Regions from separate parts of the Mus musculus genome. Here region 2 is linked to region 1. The links are chromatin contacts, called in public ChIA-PET maps. All regions are on one chromosome and are shown on one strand. Each heading gives the region's core, a stretch centred on a gene start, on an enhancer-like site or on the middle of the called end of the contact. The rest is flanking DNA. Distances are from core to core; before and after follow the strand shown.

Region 1 (7,550 bases), core at 3,665-6,164:
GATGCATTCCCCAAGTGTTACTCAATGGGCTGGGTTAAGGGTGGGGCAGATGCTGGCAGAGGGTCACAACAAATTAAAGTGTCTTGAGAAATATATGAAAGAGGCACTCAACTGACAAGATGGTAGGTTCCAGATGTCTTGGTCTTTCCCTCCCTTCCTTCCTTCCTTTGTTCCTCCCTCCTTCTTTCCCTCCCTCCCTCCCTCCCTCCCTCCCTCCCTCCCTCCCTCCCTCCCTCCCTCCCTTCCTTCCTTCTTTCCTTCCTTCCTACCTACTTTTTTTTTAAAGACAGTGTTTCTCTGAGTAGCACTGGCTGTCTTGTAGCTTGCTCCATGGACCAGGGTGGCCTCAAACTCAGAGATCTCTACCAGGTCTTTCTTCCTGAGTGCTGGAATTAAAGATATGCCACACCATGGTCTGCATCTTGGTCTTTTCTAGAGGGTTAAATGAAGTAATATCAAGACAGGCTGTGGCATGGGTTAGAGGCATACATTTCTCAGAAAACCAATTTCTGGAAAGATGGTGCTGTGTAGTTGCAGGAAACTTAGAAGGATATGTTTTTATTGTTTCTTGAAAGAAAAAAAAAGGAGGTTATATGAGTGGAAATTTTTGGAAAGGAGTCAGGGAAGGAGAAACAGATGCAGGGTCATGACCTACCAAATAAAACTGTTATTCCAGGAACTTCAGCAGGCAAAAGCCACTCTGCATGGAGAGCACTGTGGTCCGATAGAGCCTCAGCTTCATGTGCAGGGGACCTTTCTGCCCTAGTGTCCCTGCCTGAGATTACAGGCAGAGTCTTCATAGAGGTCAGTGAGTTAAGATGAGGTCACTGAGATGGCCCTAATTCCGTTTGACTGCTGTGCTCGGAAGAAAGTTTGGATGCAGACACTCACAGAGAAGGACCTTATGGGAAAGAGAGGCTGCCACCTGCAAGCAGAGGGGGACATGGGGAGAGGATGGCCCCTGCAAGCTGAGGACAGAAAACCAGGTCTGCTGATTCCTTCATCTTGGACTTGGAACCTTCAGAACTGTAAGGAAAAAAGCCAGCTTTCCTTGATTTAAGTCCCCTACCCCACACTACCACAGCCATGTGTGGCAACCCAAGGCAAAGTACTCTAGCAACTGAGAAGAGACCAGTGGTCTGGCTCCTGCCAGTGCTTCAGTGACTGTCTCTCCCTCGGCCATTCTTTCTCATTTGTCTGCCACAAGTTCCCCAAAGTGAAAGACTTTGAAGATCTATTTATTTACTTACTCTTAGGATTGAGTTAGTGATTGATAAACAGAAGTGAGTCTTCTACAGAAAGGTGGGTCCTAGTAAGCTGTGTGAGTCCTGTACGCCCCTGAGGCAGCCTTGGAGTGGGGCTCAGCGTCCCATAGTCTTCTTTGGGTGACAAGAACCATCTAGGCTTTACAGAGGATTGGAAGGGCAGGTAGTTCCAATAGGCATCAAACAGTAAATAACTTGATGGCCAACCCTTTCAAAGACTGGTCCGTGACTGTCTCCTCCAGCAGTGAATCCTGCTACACCCCCTACCCCCCAACCCTGGCATCATTTAATTGTTTGATGTTGTCAGTTTGATGTTTGATGTTGGGTCTAGTGATTCACCTCTGCTCTGGCCTGAAAAGCTTCAATCATCCAAGAGTCCCAATCATCCTCTTGGGAGTCCCTTGGAGGCTTATTCTCCTGCTAAGGAAACTAACCCCAAATATTTACCCAGTAGAAGTTGTAAACTTTGACTTTACCTGTCAAGGTGTATCTCTGTAAGAAGCAGGGGAAGCTAGGGCTTTGCCTTGTGGGAACTGCTCCCTCTGAGATCTGAGAACAATGTCCATTCTCATTCTAAGCGAACCCCTCTTGGGACCAGGCTTCCTTGCCCTCTCAGACTTCAGACAGGCACTCCCACTTCCGGTGTGAGCAGTTCACCACCACAGCTGGCCAGGCAGGAACCCTGAGTATGAGCCCAGCCTCAGGGGGTCTTGGGGGCAGTGGAAGGGTAAAGGCTGCCAGAAAATTAATGATAAGTACCTCAAGAGAAGGGCTTACACTACACACTGGAATGTAAGCGAATTACTTCACACAACTCACTGTTGATCATTTGGTCACCAGTACCTCTAGCCAAGGATTTCTCTCATCAGCCATCACTGGCTAGATCTTCCTCCACCCATTCTCTGGCGCCCTGGACTCCTACATGACTTCTGTAAGGAGTTTGATTTCACATAGAACAATTATGAGGAATTGGTCAATGACACCATCAAACCCTCCCTAGCCTTTCCAACTACTGTCTACTGGTTAGACATTACTGACTAAGAAGCACTTAAAACTCTTAAAACTATCAATTATTCTGTTTTGTTCCTCCAGCCCCTGCCTCATATTTTGAACCTCTGTGATGAGATACATCTGTTTAGGATGTCAGGTCTGTTTGGTGAATGGACTCTTCCACCACAGTGAAATTTGTTTGCTTGTTGTTGTTCTGTCTCTAGCAATATTCTTTTCTTTGAAGTTACTTTGACATTGAAGTAGCTTTTTTTTTTAAACTAACACTGGTGTGTACTCTTCTGCCTCAGTTATGAAATGTTGGCATCTTTAGACTTCAAATGTTAACTTGTCAACAGTGTAGGTGAGTTCTATCAAGTTGTCCAAACCACACCTGTCTTTCATTTTAATCTACTTATATTAGATAAAATTATGATGGTTCAACTTAAATCTGCCATTCTAATAGTTATCCCTTGCTTTAAAAACTTCTTAATTCTCATTTTCAGCTGGAATTGACACTATGTGTGTATGTATGTATGTATGTATGTATGTATGTTTGTTTCATCCCAACTGCAACTTCCTTCCCTACTCTCCTCCCATCCCTCTCTCCCTGCCCTCTTCCCTTCCTCCCCACTCCATCCCCCTCCCTTTCTCTTCAGAAAAGGGCAGGTCTCCCATGGATATCAACCAGCCATGGCACATCAAGTCGCAGTAAGACTAGGAACCTCCTCTCCTATTAAGTCTAGAAGAGGCAACCCAATAGGAGGAAAGGGTGCCAAAGGCAGGCAACATAGTCAGAGACAGCTTCTGTTCCCATTGTTAGGAGTCCCAAAAAAAGACCAAGTTACACAATACAACATACTTGCAGAGGGCCCAGGTCTGTCCCATGCAGGCTCCCTTGTTGGCAGCTTGGTGAATTGCCAACCTTTTAACTGGTTGCTCTTTTGAACCTTTTGAACGATGCCTCTTTGTGTCATGCTTTAGGAGTCAGTCTAGGACTTAGGATCCCTGTGTTCAAGTCAAATATGTCTCTGCAAACAATGACAGCCAGGGCTTAACAATTACATGGTATCTAGCACAGCCCACCCAATGGCACATCTCCTGTTGGGCTGACAGAGTGGGTTGTTTGGGAGTGGGATTCTGATGTCACCCAGTCTCATGTGTGTCTTGGAAGGAGCTCTGATATAACTTTGATCAGATTCAAGTCACTGTCCGAGTTATATAGGTCTGAGACAAAAGGTTTCCCCGAGGCAAGTGTTGCAGCTCTAAAGGAAAGGCTTCCTCAGTGCAAGAGAGATCTAACTCAGCCCTGCTTTTCTCTAGATACAGTCTCTCTCTTAGCTGCCTCATTGTGCCCCAGGCTTCTGTGTGCTCCCCTGCCACCATGTGTTCCCTAACTAGACCTTTAGCAATCACCTTCCATGGTTTATAAATTGAGCAATAGAAGTTAAATATTTTATGTTAGTTAAATATAAATTTATAAGTGACAAATGTGTGTATTTGTGTGTGTGTTAAAATACCAGTCTTTTGTTTCTAGATGTTGTTGTATGTCCATAGATGGGTATCATCCCATTGAGAACCACTGGGTGAATCCATCTTTCCTTATTGGATGATTAGAAAAATAGTAAAAGATGGGCAGAGGGGGAAGAAATGGGACTTCTATAGACTTGTAAAGGAACTGGAGAGTTGATAGTTTTGAAGAATGAATCCAGTATATAATCTCAGAGAACATACACCCATGATAGGAAGAAGGGCTGCGGAGGGAATCAGCAGATAGCCAAGGCCTTGAATGAAGATATGGAACCTGGATTTGGCAAAGGACAATTTGTGGGAGTTAGTTCTCTTCTTCTACCAAATGCATCCCAGGAATCAACTTACCATCAGCTACCATAGTTAGCCATACCTGACTTGGACACAGAAGCTTCAAATATCTTTCTTTCTCCAGTAATTAAAATACATCAAGAGGAGCCAGCAAATGAGCAGTGGAATGAGATGCTTTCTGACATATGTTCATATATATTCATATATTTAAAGAAAAACAACACCTTAACTCGAGGAAAGTACCTCACAGTGGGAATTTCAGGTCGTGGATACCCTTGCAACCACACCCACGAAGCAACAGCCTGTTCGATTGGTGTGTTTCAGCCTGGTCTAATTATAGCAATTATGACAAATGGCTTTGATGCTTGAGGCTGAAACGGGAACTAATACTTCCTAATGAGGCCGGGTTACATTTGCATGAAAGCAGAGGTGGTCCACAGAGCTACAAGCTGTCGGAGGGAGCCACAGTGCTAGAGCTTTTGACACCTCAAGCCTTGATCTTAGCAAGAGAACTGAAACTACCCTGTCTTTCATCTCTAGTCTGGTTAGAAGATCAAGCCAATATGTTTTCTGAGAGCTATTGATTTTTTTTCTTTTTTAAAAGTAATTATAGAAACTGTCTTGGAATCATTTAGTTTTATATGTAAGAACTGCAAAGGCACAGGGGTGGGAAGGTTATCCAGCAAACAAAGACCTTGGAATCTGGGGACTATGGAGGAAATACTTACAGACAGAGGCTTCCTAGAAATAAAATTACTAACGAGCAACTCAAACTGTGATCGTCTCCCCAAGGGACTGGTGAGGTGACCCCACCAGAAAGCTCCAACTTTCCACTCCCTACTTTCAATTTCTTCTCACTCCCACACCCTCCTTGTTATCTGAATCGATGGGGGGAAGTTGTAGGTACGACCTGAATCCTTCCTGATTTGAGTCAAATGAGAAAAAAAAAGTACAGAAAGGAGATATGGTCTTGAGAACAAAGGGAAACTGACTAAATGTGAGATCTTCAGGCACGGGGCGGAGTTGGGAGCATGCATTTTTAACCTGGTGATGCTGACAGTTCCTGGAGACAAAAGGTAGCAGAGCTTTGCTCCCAGCCAGGAAATCAATTGGGCATGGTTCCTGTGTCTCCTTGTGAAGCCATCACCTTGGATTTTTACTTGGGTGGCTCCCTGCTGAGAAGCATGTCACACAATTAACTCTTGCAGGGTTTAAAAGTATTTCCAACAATAGAAAAAGCGGTGGTAGTAAAATAGAGTTTTGTTTTGTTTTGTTTTGTTTTGTTTTCTTTCGAGACTATTACATCTATCTATCATCTATTACAAGCTGGCCTTAGATGTAGCAGAGGAGGACCCCGAACTTCTCTTCTCTTGTCTTCACCTTTGGAGTGATTGGGATTACATGACCACCACATCCAACTTATGGTGCTATCTATCAACCAAGAATTCCATGCAAAATGGACAAGCTCTCGACCAGCTAAGCTGGGTCTCCAGCCCTGGAGCTGGAAGATTCTAAGGTGCAAAATTTATGAACAGCGATCTGTTTATCTGAAGCCTGAGAGGATAAAACTTCATTAGCTGGTGGAGGATATGTGTTTATTTAATTTTATATTGTTTCCTCAGGGTTAGATGACATGAGACAGGATACGTTTTAACAAAGGCTTTCCTATCTAAGTCTCTTCTTTCTACTCATTACTTCCAATGTGATTGCAATATGATGTAATTTTTAACCAGTTGAGTTCTAGTCTAAGCATCTTTTTTGCACCTCAGAAAGAGGTTGTCTTTCAGCATTGCGTTAACAATGCAGCACTCGAAGTTAGATGGAGAATACGTCCTTAAGCCGTCTGATGTTGATTGATTTGGGCCCAAGAGAGTATGACTGCTGACATATTTGTTGACAATAATAACATGCCTACGAAAAAGTGATGTCCTTTGACAGTTATTAATAAAAAAGTAAACCTGATACAAACTGGACTTGGGAAGACTGCAGTAAATGTCAGCAAGCATTTTTACAATTAATGACAGGTATATTTTCCATATTAGTGCTACTGGTCAGAAGAGCAGCCATTGTTTAAGCTAGAGAATGAAACCTCAAATACCTACATGGAGTTGGCCTATAACTGACTAATCATTGGTAGAAGTCAGCTAGGTCAGGATGATAATTGAAGATAGAAACATCCAGGGAAGTGGCAGGATTAGATGACCAAGTTTTTCCTTTGGTATTATTTGTTTTGAATCAGGGTCTCACTATGTGTCCTAGGCTGGCCTTGAACTTAGAATTCTCCTGCTTCACATATTAATTGTTTCCAACTTGGAAGACTGTCATATGGAGGCTAGAAGGCACTCTGTGCCTATTTAACGGCTCCTGTGATCTGAATTCCCAGGGGTTTTATTTGGGACTGCTTTGTTGGACTATTTGGAAAGCCTAGATACCAGTGATGATGATGGTTAACATTTACAGAACATTCACTCCAGTGACCTATGTATATCCACCTACAGACTCTTCAAATAGACCTGTGGTATGCCCCCCCCATTTTATAGATGAGAAGACTGAGGCAAACAATTATAAATATATTGATTACTAGCTCATGGTAGAGCCAGGGCTAGCAGTGTGTTCCTCTTCATATGGTGCATACCAGAAAAGATGGGTAGGGACATCACTAAGCAAAGGGACACACATCAAGTAAACCAGGCTTGTAGAAGATAGGATCTTAAGAATTTACAGAAATAAAGGGTTAGGTATAGTATATGGGAGAGTGTGTTACACCCTATGTGGTAGGGGTTCAGACTGTTAGGAGGCATCAAGAAGCAAAGTAGTTCAGGGGATTGAGTGGTATGCGAGTTGTACTATAAAGCCCAAGAGAGTCTACCTATCTGAAAGCTCTGGTCATAGGGGTAGGTGGCCAAGGTTTCTACAACTTATTTTATTTTTTGCCTTATGCAGAAAATTCTTATCCTGTGTGGTACCAGGCAGCCACGCAGGCAGGAGATACTGTGGCATCAGACCAAAGGGAGAGCCATCCCTGGCCTTTGGGTCTGGAGACTCTCTGCATGATGCTGTCTCAGTAAGTTCCAGTCACTTCTGTAAGACTTGTCCTCCACCAGTCTCTGTTGGAACTTAGGTTTCTGCAAGAGTTCCAGATGTAGCCACCAGCCAAGTGAGTGAGTGATGGTTCTTAGCAGACATAGAAGAGAGAGCCCACAAAGCGGAAGTGTCCCTGTCCATGGAAGGGCAATGAGGAGACAGCAATATAGGAAACACGATATTGTCCTTTCCCATCAGATCACTGTCCTTGCCTACTTATGTCTCATTGTTGTTGTGGTATTGTTATTATATTATTATTATTATTTATTATTGTCACCTTTATTTGGCAACAGTAATACCTTCCTTTTGTCTGATCAGATTCATTCCCCACCATTCTTTTCTATGTCCTGGGAGAGTGGTTGTAGAGACGGGTGAAGTGGGTTCCTCTTGGCC
Region 2 (7,550 bases), core at 3,282-5,781, 440 kb before region 1:
ACATCCTCATACTGGGCGGGGCTCCGGCGAGGGGGCGGGGGGCAGGCAGAGCGTACTCTATGGAGCTCAGAATGGGCCAACCCCTAGAAACTGGGAGCAGGGGAATTCTTGGGGATGGGAAGTGAGGGAGAGTTCCCTCTGCAGGACCGGAAGGCGACCAGAGGGAGATGGCTTCTATGTCTCAGCTTACGGGGGAAATCAGCAAAAGTCAACCTTGGCCAGCGCCTGAAACCTTTCTTCTTGCAGAAGTCTGATAAGTGTGCTGAGTAGTGGGTTTGTGCCGTAGAAGTTATGGTGTGCAGACCCTGTGGTTGTTTTACCATGCTGGGATATAATTTACTCCTGTATACAACATGTAACTGCTCTATACTCACTGCTGAGAAAACCAGTCATCTATCCAATACCTGTGGGTCAAGCACCAAACTGTGACACTTTGTTACCTCATCGATAGTAAGAAACATCTATGACCCCTAGGTAGAAGGAAGGAAGGAGGGTCTCCAGTGCTTTCTTCCGTGAGTCAGTCATATGTGGGTGAGGGGCCTAGCTGAACTTGGTTCTTAAAGTAATTCATGTATTCAGTGTGTGTGTGTGTGTGTGTGTGTTTGTGTGTACACTTGGTGCTTGCGATTTTTACATGGCTGTCCCTCTTCCGTGGTGGTGAACTGTGGCTATTGCCCCAAAATATCATTTGCCCACCAAGGAGGTCTTCAATATGTCTTCATAATAAAAACCCAGTGGGAAGTAGTTGTCCTAAAGACTAATAGTGGAATAATATAACCTAATTGTGGTTAAGCTTGGCTTAGTTGGGAGATCTGTTTAAGGATGTTTGTGAACTGAGGAAATGTTTCGGAAAAAGCAACAATGCAACACTCTGAAGCACGGACAATTCCAAGAGAAAGAGATAGAATCACTTAAGGCTGTTACAATCGGGAGATAGATACATCAAGATACATACAAACCTATGGCGCTGTCTAGGATCGCAAAGCACAAGATAGCTTTTATCAGGGGCAGTGGAACAGGCACTCCACATGCAGTGACACCTACACACGAAACCCCATTGTCTTTAATTATAGAACGCAATGTATATAAACCCACAGCCTGCGTTTGTGGAATTTGGAACTACTCTGAGGGTTGATTCTTGTTTTCAGCCTCAGTGTTTGTGTACTTTAACAGTGAATCGGATACAACAAAGAAAGCGGACCCCAATTTAGGACAGGCACCCTCACATCCCACTTCTTCTCCCGTGCTACTTGTTCTATGCTGGAGTCTTTCTCACTAGACTTTCTAGCTGATTCTGATTTTCATTTTTTCTTTTTTTTTTTTTTTTTTTTTTTGGTTTTCCGAGACAGGGTTTCTCTACATAGCCCTGGCTGTCCTGGAACTCACTTTGTAGACCAGGCTGGGCTCGAACTCAGAAATCTGCCTGCCTCTGCCTCCCAAGTGCTGGGATTAAAGGCGTGCGCCACCACGCCCGGCTTGATTCTGATTTTCTAATTATTAGTTCCATCACTCCAGCAAAAGCCATCCACACATCCTTTGCAGTCATGATCACTAACACTAGCCTGGCTGGGCTACTCTCACTTGCTCTTTTAGCTGTCCCCAACACATTCTCTGTGTGTCCACACACCAAGGGTCCCTTATGTGGCATGCTGTTAGCCCTTCACACAGCTGGCTGGCTCCTTCTTCCTTGTCACCTATGGATGTCTTCAGTCCTTGTTCAGTACCTCACTTTTCAGCACTAAGCACTCAGTGCCTTCCATCTCTGGTTCCCTAAGCTCATTTGAATGTAAGTCCTGTGAGCTAGAACGTTGCTTATTTAGAACGCTGCTACATCTCTCTGTCTGTTGTTTACCATGTTCATCACAGAGAAGGTGCGTAACAACTATGTTTTTAGTAGAAGAATGAGTCCACACTGGAGAAATAGCTTATATCCCTTTTTATAACTATCGGAGACTTATGACCTGCCTAGGTAATAAGATTGTAGTATCTGGGCCAGGCGTGGTGGCGCATGCCTTTAATCCCAGCATTGGGGAGGCAGAGGCAGGTGGATTTCTGAGTTCCAGGCTAGCCTGGTCTACAGAGTGAGTTCCAGCACAGCCAGGGCTATACAGAGAAACCCTGTCTCAAAAAAAACAAATATTGTAGTATCTGACTTGGTTGTCATACTTTTCTAGTTTTTCTCATAGTAACCCTGAAGAACAATATGGAGTTAAAACTGCAAAACTGAAGTGCAGTGGTTATGAGATGGAAAGAACAGTGAAAACAATGTCATTCCACAGAATCAGAAAGCAGCGATAGATCAATAAAAGCCCAGATATTTGTCCCTGAAATAAAACCATATAAGAACGACTAGAAGTGGAATAGTTGAACTTAGAATCTTATTGCTGATAACTGAGACAATGTTAATGCAGTGTCCTTTGTAAGTGCTCAAAACATTTTAGTCGATAATAATTATAAAATTGAGGTTAATTGTTGATGCTCAAAAAAAAAATGACTCCAAATGAAAACCTCAAAAGCAATCTCAGAGATGGACAGGTTTTTTTTCCTAGTCAAAGCAGTTCCATGAAGATACAGAAATGCTAAGACACACATTCTACCAAGGTCTCAAACTTGGGAGGAAGAACTGGCCCAGCAAGCTGGCTCAAGGAAGTAGAAGGCCTTCCTTTGCATGAAGGCCTCATGGTCCACGTAGGTTCTTCAGAGGCCATGGTAAAGGGGACTGACTACTTCAGACTGCTCTCCGACTGCATCCATAGGTGCACTATGGCACACATAGCCACACAAATAAGTAATTAGTTAATTAATTAAAAGAGCTGAGTGTGATGGCACACACCTGTGACCCCAGAGCTTGGAAGACAGAGATGGGTGACTCTCTGAGATTGAGGCCAGCACAGTCTGCCTATGGAGTTCCAGGTCAGCCTTGCTGGAGGAAGTATGTCGCTTGGGACAGCCTTTGAGAACTTAAAGCCTCACCCCCACATCACTTTTGCTCTCTGCCAGCTTTTGAAGGTGCCTGCCACCATGCTTGCCCTGTCATTATGGACTCTCTCTCTGTAGTGTAAGACGAAATAAACTCTCCCTTCTTTAAGTTGCTTTGTTCATGGTGTCTCATCACAGCAACAGAAAAGTAACTGAGGCAATGTGGTAAGAGCATGGTCCTGCCTTTCGTGTGAGAGTCATGGAGCCTGCCCCCGGCACAGGGAAAGCTAAGGCCCCTTTGTTCTCTAGACCATGTGGCCAGCAGATAGGGCATAGTTTCCTGTCAACTCATAGAGCATCATGATTTGACCTCAGGCCCGTGAGCATGAGCTCTGTCTCCTGGGAAGACTCATTCTTTACATGTGGAAGGAAGGTACTTTCCTCTCCTTCAGACCCTTACAGAACATTTACCTCACAGCTGCTCCACACAGACATGGGAAGCAGTATGCATTCTTTTACACACCTATTTCCATTGGCCATCTGTAAGTAGATCCCTTCTTCGAGACCACACTTTCTGACTTGGAGGTGGGGCTACCCGACCCTGTTGACTGCTGTTTTTATGTTTCACCACAGCATGGCTTAAGACCCCTCGTGGTCTAACAAGCTGCTGCTTGCCACTCTAGCACTGTGCCCATTCTGAACCGTTTGCTTTGTCTATACCCCATTATTTTTTCCCACAGTCAGGCCTTTGAATCTGCACACACACACACACACACACACACACACACACACACACACTTTTCTGATATTTGCTGAATCTGGGCCTCTCAAAGCTTGCTGTGTTCTTCCTACATCTCCCACCCATAGTGCCCAGGGCACCTTTCTCTCTGTTGTGGTATGTTCTGGCTATGAATATGGGTTTACTTGCCTGGCTCTCTGACTGGTGGAGAATGTCTGCTACAGGAATTCATAAATATTTTATAAATGAATGAATGAAAAATACCCTTGTCCTATAAACCATTGAGAAATAAAATAGCCACTCTGTTGAATAGAATAGCCCCACCCTGAGCATTGCAACACATACAAACAGAAACTTTCTTCTATTTTACAGTATTATACCACAAGTTTCATGAAATTTTAGAAGACTTTAATTATTCCATCATCTTACAAGAATGAGGAGATGAACAGGAAGTGCTTGTGTTTGTTTTCCTGTATTATGATAAGCAGCCTAACATCTCAATATGCTTGTTATACACTGCTAAAAAAAATAAATAACTGTTGCGTGCCTACTGATTAGTCGTTTCGTAATTTAAAGACTGTTCCAGCTCTGTGTTTGATATATCATTTCCTGATGGCTGTTTAATAACGGAAAAGAACAACCCACTTTGGTTTCTGCTCTCATGTTCTCTGAGAGCAAGCTCATAGCCACACTTTGTATGAATGTTTACAGATTTGCTGCTGTGAGTGCCAATGGTCGGCCTGCCTCGGATGTATCCATCAGCACCTGTCGATCATATGGGGTGATCCACAGCCCGGGAGACACCACACTGCTCGTTATGGAAAAGAGAGTGAACAATGAATCAGAGCCACACAAACCCCACACTGCTCGTTGGTTTTCACGCTTCCTCTTTCACCCCCCCCCCCAGTCTTGTTCAACTTTTAAGCACACACGCACCCTCTGCCTTCACACTTGCTTCTGTGTTCAGTGTCTATTCTTGGCACAGAGCACTTGGGGAAAGATTCTGGCTGTTTAATAAGCAGCTGACCTGAGCTACAAAGACATCAGGAAGATGGCACAGTGCAGTCAGATACCAATCTACACGATACCGGGGAGAGAGGGAACAAAGGCCTCTCATACTCTGGGCCAACCCCAAGGAAGTCAAGAAATGCTGTTAATAAGATACAGAAAGCCTCACTTGCTGCAGTCAAGCTTTTGTTTTGGATGCTTTGAAGTCTCAGCCTGCATCTATGGGAATCTCATCTTTTCAGACTGAGCCATTAATGTTTTATGTTATCAAACAATCGAAGGTTGCTATGTTGCTCTAGTGTTGTGAAGGATGTCTTGATCATGTATTTCCACTTCTATATGCACATATCTAAGATAAGGCACTTCCATATCAAAGGAGTTACCCAAAGCTTTGTGGCCAGAGGCTGGAATACCTCAGAGACCCAGGGAACTCATTACAGGCCGGTTGTCCCTTCTGAGGGCGCTAGCTGAGAAGGCAAGAAAGCAGTTTCAACAGGTTCATTCCTGCACAGGCTGCTTATCTTAGTACTGCAGGGTTTGTTAGTTAAAACAAGTCCTTCCTTCCAGCCATAGGTGACTTGGGTGGGGGTGGCAGTGGCTGCAAAGTAGCTGGTAGTATGTGGACTGGATATAAGCTTCCCTCTGAGGAAGCTTAAATAAGCAGGCCTGGGGTGGCTGCCCAGTTCTGAGCATCCTCAGTCCAGTGCTGGCAGATCAAACCAGATTTCCCCCTCTGAGGAAGAAATAGATGGGGTGACGCTCACCTGTGACCTGAGACAGGCCCAGTACCTTTCCTGGTTCTCTAAGGAGCTGGTTCTAAGAGCTGCTTATACTTCTAAGGCTGGCCAGCTGCCTCACCCCACCACGGAAGGGGGATATCCAGTGTGCCCTTGTGCTTTGCCACAACCTTGCTGCAACCACGGGATGTGATGAAACATGTCGGTTGTCTCCTGGTAGCCTCCTCTGAGGTTCTGAGTTTCTGGTCAGTGCTGTTTGAGCTGCCCGGGGGATATATGCCAGCGTTGGGAACAACATTATAGCTCCTTTCTCAATAACCTCCATTTCTAAAATAGCAAAGAGACTGCACTAAGGAAGGGAAAGACTGTGGAGGGAGAATGTTGTAATAATTTACATATAGTACAAAGCTACTCTTTCTAGTATATAGCTCCAGAATTTTAACTAATATACAGTTGCCACAAAACCCAACGTAGTCATGGAACATCTCTGTGCTCTAACAATTCCCTCGTGTCTGTCTCTATGTTGTCTATCTCTAGCCTGTGGCAACCACTTATCTATTTTCTGTCCCTGTGGTTTAAGCCTTGTCCCACGTGGCATGGCAATGGGACCATAACAAGGCTCTCTTAGCATCCTCACATAGCCAGTTTGTGCCCAGCCCATTCATTCAGAGCACGGACCATTGCCTGACAATAAGTTATTTTCATTATCTACTTGATTTCTCTTTCATTTGAGTGTCCACTTGCACTAGGAAGTGAGACAGGGATTTTTGCCTGTCTGCTACCGATTCTCCAAGGTTCACGAAGCAACCTAAGTGTTCAGTAAATATTTGTTGGATGACACGCTATGTGAATGAAGAGATTGGGGAATCCTGGGACCCTCCCCCCCAGTGGGGGGGGGGCTCAAACAGACCTTGTTAAGAAGAGATAATTTTCCTTACAAAATGTGTTAATTGAAGGATTTGTCTGTTGCCTTGTAGGTTGGCTACCGGAGAGTAATACAATCAAGAGACACCATGCTGTTGAATGGTTTCTTCAAATTCACCTGGATGGTGAGATTACCCAGAACAGAACTGGCCTGAGGTGAGGAAAGCCTTCTGGGGTTGTTGCAGGCACTGGATGACTTAATGGGCATGAAGTGTTTACTGCAGTGGTTTTCATCTGGGAACCGTTTTGTTCCCCCAGGGGCTATGGCAATGTCTGTAGACATTTTTGTTGTCAAAAGTAGGACAGAGAGGACAGCTACTGGAATCTGCTGAAGATCACAGAATGTGCAGTATGGTGCTCCATGACAAAGAATTATCGCAGAATGTGTAGCCAGGCTTGAAGTAAGGGGTGCATTTGCATTTGATGATGATATTATTATTAATTATTATTACATCATTATTGGTAGTAGTAGTAACAGTAGAAATATCCCCCACCGTGTGTGTGTGTGTGTGTGTGTGTGTGTGTGTGTGAGATGTACATGTAAGATGTGTGCAGATGTTGGACTACAACAGAGATTCTGGAATACCACAGAGCCTCCCAGAGCTCTCAGAGTTACAGACAGTTGCGAGCTGCACAATATGGGAGCTGGGAATCAAACTCTAATCCTTTGGAGGAGGGAATACATGCTTTTAATGGCTGAGCCATCTTTCCATCCCTGTGCTAACGTTATTTACAAATGACCCTTCCTAACAAACCCTCTCACCCAGGCTGGCAGTGAAGCTGTGCATAAAGTCTCAAGTCAGACTCTTTACGTTTGAAGCTCAGCGTGAGCCTTGGCAGCGTGCTCTGGAGCAAGTTACGTGACTTTTCTATACGTCTCTGCCTATGAAAGGGGATTAATTAGAGTAATTGCCTCAGGGAGCTGCCAGGGAGTCGAACGCAGTAGTCCATACAGAGCACACCACTGCGGTAGTACGTAGTAAATGGTCAATAAGCCTCATTGATTACTTTTTTGTCTCTGATACCAAAAAAGATCTTCCCACAGGATATAACGAAGGAATTAAGAAAAGTTTCCACTAGGGAGGAGAAATAGAAAATATTGCTCATATAAAGTATACACTGGCATTAATTTCACATAATGATAGATAACTACATAGGGTTAAAATTAAAATAAAACACAATAAGGCTATTCAGTGTGTGTGTGTGTGTGTGTGTGTGTGTGT

Evidence for each region. ChIA-PET counts read pairs in DNA pulled down with a chosen protein or histone mark.
Region 2: a contact with region 1 is called in an RNA polymerase II ChIA-PET map of memory CD8 T cells, with 10 read pairs. The contact joins two enhancer-like sites. A contact is called at or near these places in 1 of 115 datasets of contacts at active chromatin or transcription factors (memory CD8 T cells) and 1 of 9 other capture datasets (adipose tissue).

The regions. Positions count from the first base shown.
Region 1 is chr5:64,659,600-64,667,149 of GRCm38.p6, reverse strand. No RefSeq gene overlaps it. Among named protein-coding and RNA genes, the nearest start is that of Gm26761, 36 kb to the left of the region's middle. Within about 2 kb of position 4,914, at least 49 of the 459 cell types and tissues checked have an H3K27ac peak or open chromatin away from gene starts, as enhancers often do. A contact at or near this core is called in memory CD8 T cells, where this site is marked.
Region 2 is chr5:65,099,857-65,107,406 of GRCm38.p6, reverse strand. No RefSeq gene overlaps it. Among named protein-coding and RNA genes, the nearest start is that of Tmem156, 12 kb to the right of the region's middle. Within about 2 kb of position 4,531, at least 106 of the 459 cell types and tissues checked have an H3K27ac peak or open chromatin away from gene starts, as enhancers often do. A contact at or near this core is called in memory CD8 T cells, where this site is marked.